Linked DNA regions of Ovis canadensis: region 2 is linked to region 1. Evidence: chromatin contacts called from public Hi-C data. All regions are on one chromosome and are shown on one strand. Each heading gives the region's core, a stretch centred on a gene start, on an enhancer-like site or on the middle of the called end of the contact. The rest is flanking DNA. Distances are from core to core; before and after follow the strand shown.

What was found. A called contact is a pair of places that touch in the nucleus more often than the background predicts.
Region 2: a contact with region 1 is called in a Hi-C map of lung, with 4 times the contacts expected there. The contact joins two enhancer-like sites. A contact is called at or near these places in 2 of 2 Hi-C or Micro-C datasets (fibroblasts and lung).

The regions. Positions count from the first base shown.
Region 1 is chr7:55,702,163-55,708,977 of ARS-UI_OviCan_v2, forward strand. No RefSeq gene overlaps it. Among named protein-coding and RNA genes, the nearest start is that of PTGDR, 41 kb to the left of the region's middle. Within about 2 kb of position 5,184, the one cell type or tissue checked has open chromatin away from gene starts, as enhancers often do. A contact at or near this core is called in fibroblasts, where this site is marked.
Region 2 is chr7:55,839,854-55,845,694 of ARS-UI_OviCan_v2, forward strand. All of the region lies in intron 7 of RBPMS2 (RNA binding protein, mRNA processing factor 2), which reads left to right. Among named protein-coding and RNA genes, the nearest start is that of RBPMS2, 26 kb to the left of the region's middle. Within about 2 kb of position 2,233, the one cell type or tissue checked has open chromatin away from gene starts, as enhancers often do. A contact at or near this core is called in fibroblasts, where this site is marked.

The DNA.
Region 1 (6,815 bases), core at 3,934-6,433:
CTACCCACCCCCCACTTCCCTTTAAGCATTTTTATTCACCAATAAATCACCGGGAGGGAGGGATAGTCAGCAGGACAGTGGAGGGCAAGTCTCAGTGGCACAGGACTCCCCAAGTTGATGGGAGCCTGAGCATGAAGGTTCAAAGTTCTAGGTGCCCCAGGCAACTTCAGAAAGGAGTCCAGAAATGCCTGGATTTTATTCCTAACTCTGAGTTTTCAGAATCTGGGGCCTGCTCCAGGTGATAGCCTGTGACCGTAAGACTTCTTCCAGGCCCAACACACTGCTCAGAAGGGCCCCTAAGGGCCCAAGGTCTGGGCGGTGAGGACTCCTGCTGGGGCAAAAGGAGCAAGACAAAGCCACAACTTTTCTCCTAATGTTTTGTTTAGAAAAATTCAAACTGGGACTTGCTTGATGGTTCAGTGGTTAAGAGTTCGCCTTCCAATGCAGGGGATATGGGGGGAACTAAAATCGTACATGCTGAGGGGCAACTAAACCCATGCTCCACAAGAGAAGCCTGAGCATCACAACTGGTTTGCTGCAACAAAAACCCAGTGCAGCCGAAAAAGAAAGAAAAATTCAAACCTAAACAAAAGTGAAAAGAATAGAACTACACATTAATATTTTGCCATATTTATCTTTTCTAAGAAATAGGAGTTTTGTAAATAGTATGGAAATTTTCAAATATACACAAAGAATAATATAATGAAACCCACATGCCTATCTATCAACCAGTTTCAACAATTAGCAATCCGTGGCTAACTTTCTCCTCTTCCTGAATTATTTTGAAGCTGATTCATAAATATCAATTTATCCATAAATGTCAGTATCTCTATAAGTAAAGCTTCATTTTAAAACATAACTAAAATACCATTTTCACACTTGAAAGTTAACAGTAATTCCTTAATATCATCAATTCAGTGTTCCACTTTTCCCAACTGTGATATGTATATATTTGTACTATAGTTTATTCTAATCAGAATTCCAATAAGCTCCATACAGTGAAATTGCTGATTTGTCTCTTAAGTCTCTTAATCTACAAGTTCCACTCTGTGCAGGCACTCTCTCTCTCCCGCCCCCTACCCGTCACAATTTATTTATTGATTCACTGCACTGGGTTGTGTATCCTATAGAGATTCCCACAGTCTATATTTTGCTTGTGACTTCCCTAGAATAACATTTACCACACTCTTCTTCCTCCTGTGTTTCCTATAAATTGGTAGATTGATCAAAAATTTTGTAAACAGAGTTTTAGAGAGGCTCCTTTCGTAAGCGGTGTGCATTTTCATTAAAAGTACAAAACATCTTTTCCCTCTTTGTATGAAGTTAGCAGCCATTGATGATTTCCCAAATTTATTTCTTAAACCACTGTGATATTGTGATTCATAATAACAAATACATACTTTGTCTTTGTCCCCATTTCTGGAGCAGAGCTCCTAAAATCCTTGGAAACTTGCACCTGTGGCATGCCAGAAAGGTGTCTTTTGTTATGCTAGTGAGGTGATTTGGGAAACCTCTAGGTGTGGCTCAGATGGTAAAGAGTCTGCCTGCAATGTGGGAGACCCAGGTTCAATCCCTGGGTTGGAAAGATCCCTTGGAGATGGAAATGGCAACCCACTCCAGTATTCTTGCCTGGAAAATAGCGTGGGTGGAGAAGCCTGGTGGGCTACAGTCCATGCGGTCGCAAAGAGTCGGAGATGACGGAACAACTAACACCTCCATTTTTCTAGATGTCCTAAGACTTGGGGCTTGGTTGCCTGGGGAGCCAGTTGAGATTAGATGGTGGGAACTTTCAGTCATCTTTCCTCCCCAAACTCTGAGGAAGAGAGAAGGGCTGGAATTTGAATCAGTCACCACTGGTCAATTATTTCATCAATCATTCCTATGTAATGAAAGCTCCATAAAAGTCAAAGCCGAGGGGAATCAGAGAGCTTCTAGATTGGTAAACACATGGAGATTCCGGGAGAGCAACGACCTGGAGCTAGGGCAGGGGGAGGTGGGGTGGTTTCACTCTCCATACCTTCACTGTGCATCTCTTCTGTAAGGCTGTTCCTGGGTTATATCCTTTTATAACAAACAGTAAAGATAGGGATGATAACTGTTATTGGGTTGATCTTATTTCTAAGACCTTTCAGTAGATAAAGCTAGGAAATGTTCGTTCATTTCTCCTCGGATGAAACATATCACAAGTTCCTACTCATGACTATCAACTCAAATTCAAGACAATAGGGTTTTACCTAACATCATCAAAATTACATCTGTGTTTTTGTTCTCCCATGTTGGAAGTCCTCATTCACCTTACCCTATAATCTACTCACAACAGTCTCAGAATAACAATTTCAACACAATAACCAATAACTTGATTCCTGAAAACTTTGTTTTTAAAGTTTGTCTTGCCATTTTGCATACATCCCACCAGGGACCTATAGCTGGCCCTCCATATCTGCAGGGCCTGAATCCAAAGATTCAATCAGCCCCAGGTCGAAAATATTTGGGAAAAAAAATCCAGAAAGTTTCAAAAAAGAAAACTTGAATTTGTCACATACTGACATAGCATTACATTGTATTCAGAATTACGGGTAATCTGGAGATAATTTAATGTGGGATGATGTGGGTAAACTAGATGCAAACACTATGCCTCTCTATATGGAACCTGAACATCTGCAGATTTGGCCATCAGGGGTGCTGGAACCAATCCCTCGAAGATACCAAGAGGTAACTGTATAGTCCACACTACTGTTTTAAAGCCACTTTGAATAGTTCCTCTCTATGTGATTATGCTACCAACTCAACAGGCAGAGGTTTATTTATTTCATTTTGCTTTTTAAACAATTATTTAGTCATTTATTTATGTTTGTCTGTGCTGGGTCTTCACTGCTATGTGTGGGCTTTCTCTAGCGCTTTCTCCAGTTACTGCGAGTGGGGGCTAATCTCAATTTGTGAAGTGCCGACTTCTCATTCCAGTGGCTTTTCTTATTTCAGAGCATGGGCTCTAGAGCATTCCGGCTTCAGCAGCTGTGGCACATGGGCTCAGTAGCTGCAGCTTGCAGCATGTGGAATCTTCCCAGAGCAGGGATTGAACCCATGTTCCCTGCATTGGCAGACAGATTCTCAACTAATGGATCACCAGGTAAGTCCTCATTTTCCTTTTTAGATTTTTTCCATTCCAATTTTATTGAGCTGTAATTGGCATACAGCACTGTGTGGATACCGATGTGATTTATATACATTATTAAGTGATTACCACACTAAGCTTAGTGAACATTCATCATCTCATGAAGATACAACATTAAAGAAAAGGGAAAAAAAAAATTTTCCCATGTGATGAGAACTCTTAGGATTTACTCTTTCATATATCACGTACAGCAGTGAACTGTTTAGATACGTTTAACATACTTTTGTTTTAGAACTATATAAAATGTTTACAGGTTTCAAAGTCAAGTCTCTGAAGGTTGTTATAGTCAGTTATCTAAGACCTGCAGCATCCTCCTGTTCTCTCCTCCACTCCATATCCAACTTTTATTCCCCACTGATGATCCAACTGACCAGTAGTGGCCTCCTGCCACCACAGATGCTCAGTGCAGACCCAGAGGCATCCTCTACACAGAGGAAACAGCTTCCCACAGACCTCCTGGAGCTTCCCCTGTGGTTCCCCTTCACAGCTGGACCAACTTGGCTTCTCAGAATGATTACTGACTCCGCTGATGCTGTAACTCCCCTTCTGGTCACTGTCTTCCCCAGCTCCTTCCACAACTGTGCAAGGCAAATTACTATCATAAAGCCTCTATCATGCAACCGCAAAGAGATTCTGTTTCCCAAATGGATCCGGACCGATACAACAACCTTCTACTGCTGTTGCTTAACCCCTTTCTAACAAAACAAAACAAAGATGCACATGACAAGCACAGAGTGGTAAAATATTGGCTGATTTTATGCCAGCACTTGGGAGCCGGGGGAGGCACTGGTTAGGGCATTACCCCTGTGAGGGCGGAGGGACCGAGAGTATCTGAAGGAGGGAGAGGAGGGGAATAGCAAAAGGCCCTGGCCAAGTGGGGTCAGGAGTGGCCAGCGGGAGGTCCCACAGAGGGACCTGTACTGAGTGGGCAGTTTGTGGGTGGGAAGGAGCATCCCCCACTATAACTGCTCCCACGAAGAAGGGTGGGTGGAGGAGCAGGCGCACAGGGAAGGAGCTGCCCAGCCAGCGTGACCCTGGACAAGTCTCTCCCTGGCTCTCCATAAGGAAAGCAGCACGGATGGTCTTTGAGGTCTCTGCCCACAAAAGCATTAAGAAGGCATGAATAATCCATTATCCGAAAACACTGAATAATGACCCAAAGGGAGGAGCAGCTGGATATTTTTCAGGCCTCAACACCCTGCTAAACTCATAAACCTTGGACCCGCACCCACTCTTCCCAGCACTTGTGTACCCATGGCCACCCTTGTCCAGTCCCAGCTTTGCCTCTAGCTGTCTGACTCTGGGATAATCACTAAATCTGTTTCTTAACTAGTGGATGATACCTCATCTGTGAATAATACCTTTTTATAGGGCCATTTCAAAATGCCTAGAGCAGTCCCCCGCACCCAGGGAGTGACCCATTATGGTGGTGATTATTATCTTGCTCTCCACCTGCCATCTGGACCATCCCATCTTGTCATCCCTAGGAATGCAAATGCTGCTGCTGCTGCTGCTAAGTCGCTTCAGTCGTGTCCGACTGTGTGCGACCCCCATATACGGCAGCCCAACAGGCGCTAGTAAATAGTAAATCTAAGCTCCATTTTACAGAGGAGACAGTGAAGTTCAAGAAAGGTTAATGATTCGCCCAGAGACACACTGCAAACAAGTATGAGTTCAGAGTGGAATCCAGCTAAGGCGCCTCACCAGCGCTGGTCCCGGGCGGGGCAGCGACCACGACTGCGGATAAGGACAGAGGACGTCCTTCAGGTGGGTCCGCGGGGGTAATCCAACTCTAGGGGGCAGCTCTGTCGTCAGGAGAAAAGCGATCTGGGGGAAAACCTGAGGAAACAGCGCAAGCAAGCACCCCGGTGGGGAGGAAACGGACAAGAGCTATGGGGCGCGCGGGCGCCCTGCTTCCCCAAGCTGCACTTCCCCCCGGAACTCCTCCGGGAGTGGGAGGAGCCGGTTCTGCTCGACTGCAGTTCCCATTGTCGACAAGCGGGGGAGCCAGAGCCGGCAAAGAGCTGAGAGTGTAAGGAATCTGTTGCCATCACCAGATAGGGTGGTGGACACAGGCTGTAGTCTGAGCTGTGGTTGACTGTGTCCTCCGGTGAAGGAGGAGGCTCTCCCTGCTGTGTCTTCCACTCTGGATTTCCTGCTGCTCTCTTCTCTGAGGCTTTCCCCAAAATTGCCAGTGAAAGTCCTCGAATGCCAGGCTAAGAACTTGGGTGAGGGCGAGTTGTGGCAGGGATGTTAGTAATGTGGCGTTAACTTCCAGTTTAATTCCCACTCCCCTTATTTCCCGCTTCACCAGGGACCTCCCAGAGAACCTTGAGCCTTTCTAATCTTGAAGGAAAAGGTAGAAAGACTTTATTCATACAGAACATTTGGAAATTACTGTGGGAAATGGCAACCCACTCCAGGACTCTTGCCTGGAAAATTCCATGGACAGAGGAGCCTGGTGGGCTACAGTCCATGTGGTCGCAAAGAGCGGGACAAGGGATGTGGAGAAGGGGTGTGATGACCTGGCATTCCTGGGTGGGGAAATGGGACAGCTTCGGGTGTGAGCCCCAGAGCAGGAGCCAGGGCCAGCCTGCTGTAAAAACCCAGTCCACCTGCACAGTGAGGTCTGGGTCCCAGGGCTCTGTAAGGAGGCCACCCAGGCCTGGACTGAGTCCAGGGATAGTGCCCACAGCCCAGGGCTCTGCCAGCCCAGTCAGTGTGGCCCCAGACCCAAAATGCTGCTCTTTCTTGCAGGTTCCCAGAGCCTATGGTCCAGTCTTTGGTGCCAGCTCTGGCTTTGATGGAAATAACTGTCCGCAGCTATCATTCTGCACCACGCTGCTATCCCCACTCCAATCCTGCCAGACAGCGAACCCTTGAAGACATGCATGGTGGCTAATTCAGCCCTGGTGTATTCATTTGAAAACGAGGCCTAATAATACTTGGCAAAACAATGCTCAAAAAATGTGCAAATAGTATGGAAGGTATGGAAACAAAAGCAGTGGAGGGGAAAATGGGACCAGATATTGAGGCAATTTGACAAGAGTTATCAGAATTTTTTAAAAGATACGTATACTTTATGCTCGACAACTCCTCTAAGAATCTACACCATAGAAGTAATATCAGTGAGCGGGCAGAGATAAATGTGCAAGAGTGTCTGCTGTAGTGTTGTCTGTAATGATAGCAAAGAACTGGAACCAATCCAAGAGTCTATCAGTAGAGGATGGTGAGATAAATTGAGGTGCAATCATTCAATGCAATGCTGAGCAACTGTTAAAAAGAACTGAGTGTGTCTGTAAGTGCTGAGGTAGGAAGAATCTCTGAAAGATAGCAAGACGCAGAATAGGAAGTAGAGGATGAGTCCATCTTTCTTTTTTACAAACATTCTCCCACCCACTGCCTTCAAACCTTTGTTGACTCTTCTTTTCCTGTCCTAGGCTGGCAATCCAGCAGATCCTTTGCTATGCAGTCCCTTTAAGATATTAACCATCTGGCCCAACCCAACTGAAATTCCAAGCTCTTTCATCTCCAAAGTACATCTATCACAGGTACATACCAGGCTTGTCATTTTAACTCATTTATTTCTCACCACAGGTGTCTGAAGTAGGGACTCTGATTATCATTCCCGTTTTACACGTGA
Region 2 (5,841 bases), core at 983-3,482, 130 kb after region 1:
AACTTCAGAGGGCTTTCTGAGGATTAAGTGAACTTAGTGTGTGGAAACCTCTTAAGAACAGCATCTGGCATGTGCCGAGTGCCTAAGCATTAAGCTGTTAGAGGTCTGCATTCATGAGGAGAAATAGATAGGGCTTTTTCTCTGTTCCCTTAGCTGCTCCCCAGAATATCAGCACTTTTAGTGCTTAGACTTCGTAGGTAGCTGGACACAGGAGTGTAAATAAATCCATGGGTATGAACCTTTCACACAAATTACATGTTTAATCATTTTAGAACTAAGGTATCGGGACATGCTTCCATGCCAGTAAGTGTAATCTACATCCTGGCTGTCCTGCCAGCGTGTGTCTAGCTCCCTGTAGATGGCAGGTAACTGAGGCTGAGGCTGTTTACACTTTTTTTTTTGCCCTGATAGGCTGTGCTGCCATGGACGCCCTTGTTCACACCTCTCTGGGCACCTGTCCTGCTTGTTTTCCTTATCATAAATTTCCTAGAACTATCACAAGGTCAAAATGTAGACTTGCCAGTCTGGGTTAAGTAAGACTGGGTACCGTTGGGTTTGGCTGCACCACATGGCATGCGGGATCTTAGCTCTCAAAGCGAGGATCGGACCCATGCCCTGGCAGCGGGAGCTTGGAGTCTTAACCACTGGACCACCAGGGAAGCCCCCTAATTGGACTTTGTGGTGAGCAAGGCTCCTGTGTCTGTTGGCTGTTCCTGTTTCTTCTCGTGAGGATTCATCCGTTCGCCCACCTCTCGGTGTGTCTTCTCCATCAGTCCCAGGTTGAGGGGGACTGAGGGCGGCCCCCAATTCCTTTGTTTGGTTGCTCCTCCTCTTGGAGCTGTGGGCATTCTGGATGCCCATGGCTGCCTCTGTGGGATGGCCACTTAGGCCTCCCAAGCCTGCCCTGTGAATGACAGGAGGCCCTGAGAGGGGACTGGCCGCTCGCTCCCTGCTGAGCTGGCCTTGACCCCTGAGCCTGAGCTGGGGCCGGAAGGGACTGTGCTTCTTGAGGGACCTGGACCACCAGCCTCTCCCAGGCATCTGAGGAAAGTGGAAGCACAGCGCTTCAAGGACATTCTGTCCACTTCAGTGGCACAACCATCCCGAGCTCAGAGAGGAGTGCTTTCCTCTCCTTCCTCCCCAAGGAGGCAGCGGCTGCCTCAGGCTCTGGAGCGCGGGGCGCAGCACCTAGAGGAGAGGGCTGGGCCGGATGAGGCAGGCTTGCTGCAGGGGCCCCTCAGCAGCCGCTGGGGGAGGAGGCTGGGTTGGAGGCCTCCAGGGTCCCTCCCACTCTCGTCTGATGCTCTCCCTGCTGCAGCCCAGCAGGGCACCCAGCCTGCCCTGCACTTCCTTGATGAGGGGCTGCTCCAGCCGGAGGCTGGGTGAAGGGCAGTGGTCTGGGCCCACTAGGGCTTCCCGGAGCTGGACTGGCTGCAGGCTCCTCCCGTGGCAGCGGTGCTGGTTTCCTCGTCGCCCCTCTCTTGGGGAATTAGCTCTGGTGTCCAGCTGGGCTTCCAGCTGGGAGGGCAGCCCACAGCTCAGCAAAGGGGAGGAGAGGCTTCCTCCCACTCAGCTGTCAGCCAGGAAGGGAGGGAAGTACTTCCAGATGTTTAAAAGACATGAGAGAAAATAAGGTGGCCTCTGAGGCTGGATGCCTCCACGAGGCTCTTGACCCTGCCCATGTGGTGTGGGTCCTAATCCAGGTAATCCTGGCAGGTCGGGGTCAGCCGTGTGACAACAGCGGTGCCCCATCCTCGGAGCTCAGAGTGTCCTACCGGCCTTGGGCAGGTGGCCCGGGACCCAGATGTACCAAGTGCCGAGTGTCCTGGCACTGCAGAGGAACCAACGCCGATGTCCTGCTGAGTACGGGGTGGCCCTGAGCTATAGTGAACAGCACCTGGAATTCTGAGGGGCCACAGGAGCAAGTTCTCAGCTGCCAGGTAGCCTGGCGTTGCTTGATGTCTTCTCTGCTTGCGGTGGCGGGGACTCCCGGCAGCCGAGCGGGCACCGGGTCTGACTGTGCAGTTTCGCGAGGGTTGTCTCTGTGCCCAGCTGCCACTCGGTTGCCTCATCGAGGGCTCTCCTGAGCCCTCCCTCTCTTTCCTAAGAGAAGTCTGGCTCCATTCTCTGAGCTCTCCGCCCCCCACCCCTGACTTGGGGCCCTGTGGTGCCCTGCCTCTACTCTCCCAGGCAGCCAGGGGCAAACGTGCTGTCTGTGACTGGGGCAGGCAGCCTCCCCGCAATGTTGGCTCGGCCCCCAGCACAGCTCATGCTCCAGATTCCCTGCCCTTGGAGAAGGGAGTATGTGTCATTTCCTGGCCTGTCTCTGGGAATCCCGCTTTGGGACCACTGCTCTGTGGGGCCTTCTGGCAAGTCCAGAGTTGAGGTCGCTGTCAGGCCCCTTCTGGCAGGCTCAGCTGGTAGGTCACAGATCCCTAAAGTTAGGAGTCTTATAATGGAGGGGAATGGGCTTCCCTGGTGGCGCAGTGGTAAAGAACGTGCCGCTGCAGGAGATGTGGGTTCAGTCCCTGGATGTGGAAGATCCCCTAGAAAAGAAAATGGCAACCCACTCCAGTGTTCTTGCCTGGGAAATCCCGCAGACAGAGGGTCCTGGTGGGGTAGTCCATGGGGTCACAAGAGTTGGACACAACGAGCAGCTAAGCAGCAGTAATGATGGAGGGGACAGGAGGGGCGGTGGATGGGCGTGGAAGCACCAGCTGGGTCACGGCTGTGACTCCCTTGACTCCTGTTAAGGACAGGACTAACGTCTGGGAGTCCTGCCCCTTGGAGGCCACGCGGACTTTGGCTTCTAAGGGGATTTTATGTCCTGTCTTACCTGATCCTTGTGGACACCTTGTGAGTTTGCTGTTCAGTCGCTCAGTGGCATCCGACTCTGCAACCGCATGGACTGCAACACACCAGGCTTCCCTGTCCTCCACTGTCGCACCCTGTGACTTAATCATGTCTGTTCTGGAGCTGTGAGGACGCTGAGGCTCGAAGAAGTTGAGAGAAAGTGTGTTAGGTCCCTTCCTTGATGTTAGCAGTCCCACACTCTCCTGGTTAGGGGGATGGGTAGACTGGGGCCCGGGCGCCCGCCACCCCCCACCGGCTGCCAGGCCTCCTCCCACTACTGCCAGGCTCAGTGGAGGAGCGTGAACAGCTGTGTAACTGTCCTCTCCTTTGAACCTCGTCCTGTAGAAGAGGCAGGTCAGAAGGCACTCTCCCATTTTGGGGATGAGGACGCTGACCCCCGACGGTGAGTAACTGGCCTGCCTCCGCCCTCGAGACAGCACCAGGACGCGGACGGGGCACGGAAGGCCACGTCCCTCGGGCTCCCCCGTTGAGCGAAGGCGCTACTCCGCTAGCTCCTAACCGCGGCTTCTCTTACAGGTGCGCTGGTGCCCTTCCTCTGATGCCACCCAGCCGGGATGGAAATATCGGCAGTTCTGTTAGTTCTTCAGTAAGTGCGGGCTCTGAGACCAGGACAGAGAGCCTCCCAGAGCCCGGCCTCCTGCCAGGCCATGGCTCCGGGGCTCACTGGTGCTCACCCGACCTGAGCTTGCACCGGGGGCACTCTGGCTGGCTCTCCCCACTCCCCCAACCCTGCCACCCCCTACCCTCCACCTGGCAGCCTCCTTGCAAGGGGGCGGGCCTGGGTCCTGCTCCAGTCTCCCACCGCTGCTCACGGCCCCCTCTCTCCCCCCTCCCTCCAGGTCTTGTCACCACAGCTCGAGGCCCCCGACCCAGGGGGGAGGAAGCCGCCCTTAGCGTCCCCCCTGCCCCCAGGTGGCCCTGCAGAGCTGCTGCTGCTGCCCTCCAAAGACTGTGAATTTTAAGCCTGACTCAGTGGACTGTTTTCCTTCCTCTCTTCCTCTTCAGCCCTGTCCTGCCCCACAGCCCCACTCCAAGGCCTCATGGCCGGATTCAGGGGTCTTCTTGCTGGGACCCCCAGGCCCAGCGGGGAGGCCTCCCTGGGACTGAGCAAGGCCCGACCTCCAGTCCCAATCTGCTTCCGTAGCCCCACCTCAGAGACACGAGGCGTTTAATTTTGCATGCTTTCTGGCGTGAATTAAGACACTTAAACTTGTGTATGTGCGAGTGTACAGTTTGTTCTCACATTGCGTCACCATGGCAACAAGGCCTGGCCACTAACAGCTCATCATTCCAGGTCCCTCTCCCCACACCCCTGCCCTGCACCCACCCCGCTTCAGTGAGGACCAAGCCCCGCAGCCAGTTCCGCCCGGCGGCTGGCGCACCCCACCCCCACCACCCCACTCACTTCCAGGCTGAACAGGAAGGACCACCCAGCCAAGACAGAGCATTTTCCTGGTCATTTCAAATCGGGGTCTTCTGTTTCCTCCTCCTCAGATGGGCCAACAACCATTAAGAAAATCCTTTCTCTACCCGTTTCGCTTACCTCTCCCCGGCGCTCCCCACCCCTGCCATGGCTCCTCATTCTTTCCAAACTTTGAAACCAACCAAAAAAGTGAAAGTATTTTTGTACCCTGTGTAACAAAATATTTATGCAACATAAAGGATTTTTTCGTGTGTGTGTGCAATTAATTATTGAAGAGACCTTGTCCGCCTTGTCAGATAAGTTTAACGTTTTCGTTTGAGGCATGAAGAAGAAAAGGGTTTCCGTTCTCCAGCAGTGAGCCTTAGCGTCAGCCATTAGTTTAAGAAAAATGAAGGAAAAATTGTGCAATTTTTTGTTTCGTGAGCACATCAGTGCTTCGCCTTTGGCCGCGGCCGTGGCCGTCTTGCCGTTTTCAGACTTGGGAGACGAGGTGGCTGTTGTAATTGCTGATCCTGTGAGAATGTGAAACTGGATAATATATGAAACGCAAAATAAAAAAAAATCATCCAAAGTAACTGCTCTCTGACCTGTGCTTCCTTGAGTTGCAGACGGGCATCGCTGGGCGCAGCCAGAGGACAGGTGCTGGGGCTCAAGGGGGAGGAGGCAAGGCAGGCCCGGGCCTCGGTTCATGTGGCCTCTCCCTCCTACCCTCTTGTGTGACTTGAGTCTGCCGAGGAAGTGACCCGCCAGGGGTCATGCAGCAGGGGCCTGTCTATCAGCCCAGCCTGTGTTTAATTCATTCTTTGCTTGTTTGTCTGAGGATGGGGGCGGAGACTCCCTGCACCCAGGTTAAGCACCCAGATGGGACCTTCGTTGTTTCCGATGGTGTCTTCTGGCTGGCCTAACTCCATGGCCTTTTCAGCCCTTGCGTAGAGGAGGACTGTGGTTTCAGAGGTTGGACTCCTGCGGGAGTGTCCTCGGTGTGTGTCTCGTCCCTGTGCTAGACAAGCAGAGAACTGGGGAGTTGGGCCTGGAAGGGTTAAGCCCGCCCACCCTGCAGGCTCCCAGCTGCAGCTCCATTCCTGAGCTGGTTCTTGCTGGGTGTGGGTACAGAGGTCAGGGAAATGGTCAGGATGCCAGCAACTGACCCTGATTCTTCCCTTTTGCAGTTCGGGGCCTCAGTTTCCTCATCTGTGAAATGGTGGTTTGAAGTTCTTTCCTTCTGGAGGAGGAAAGAACTTCCACTGCCCTGATGGCTGTTTGTCTTTAACGTCTCCACCCCCTGCCCTCATCCCCTGGCCCTTCCCTCCACCCCCGAACCCTTCCCAGCCTGACTCAAGGCTGAGCTTAGAAGGGGAGGGCAGGAGAGGAGGCCCCAGAGCCCCCCTCCTTCTGGGCTTCCTTCCAGCCTTGCTCAAGCGAAGCTGCAGTGGCTGTGGCCGGCCCTGGTCAGCTCCTCACCTGGTCACCGAGGTGCCCCTGGTGTCCCTCTCCACTCCTGCCTCACCTGCTCTCCTGAAACCCAGGCCTGCACTGAGCTGCCT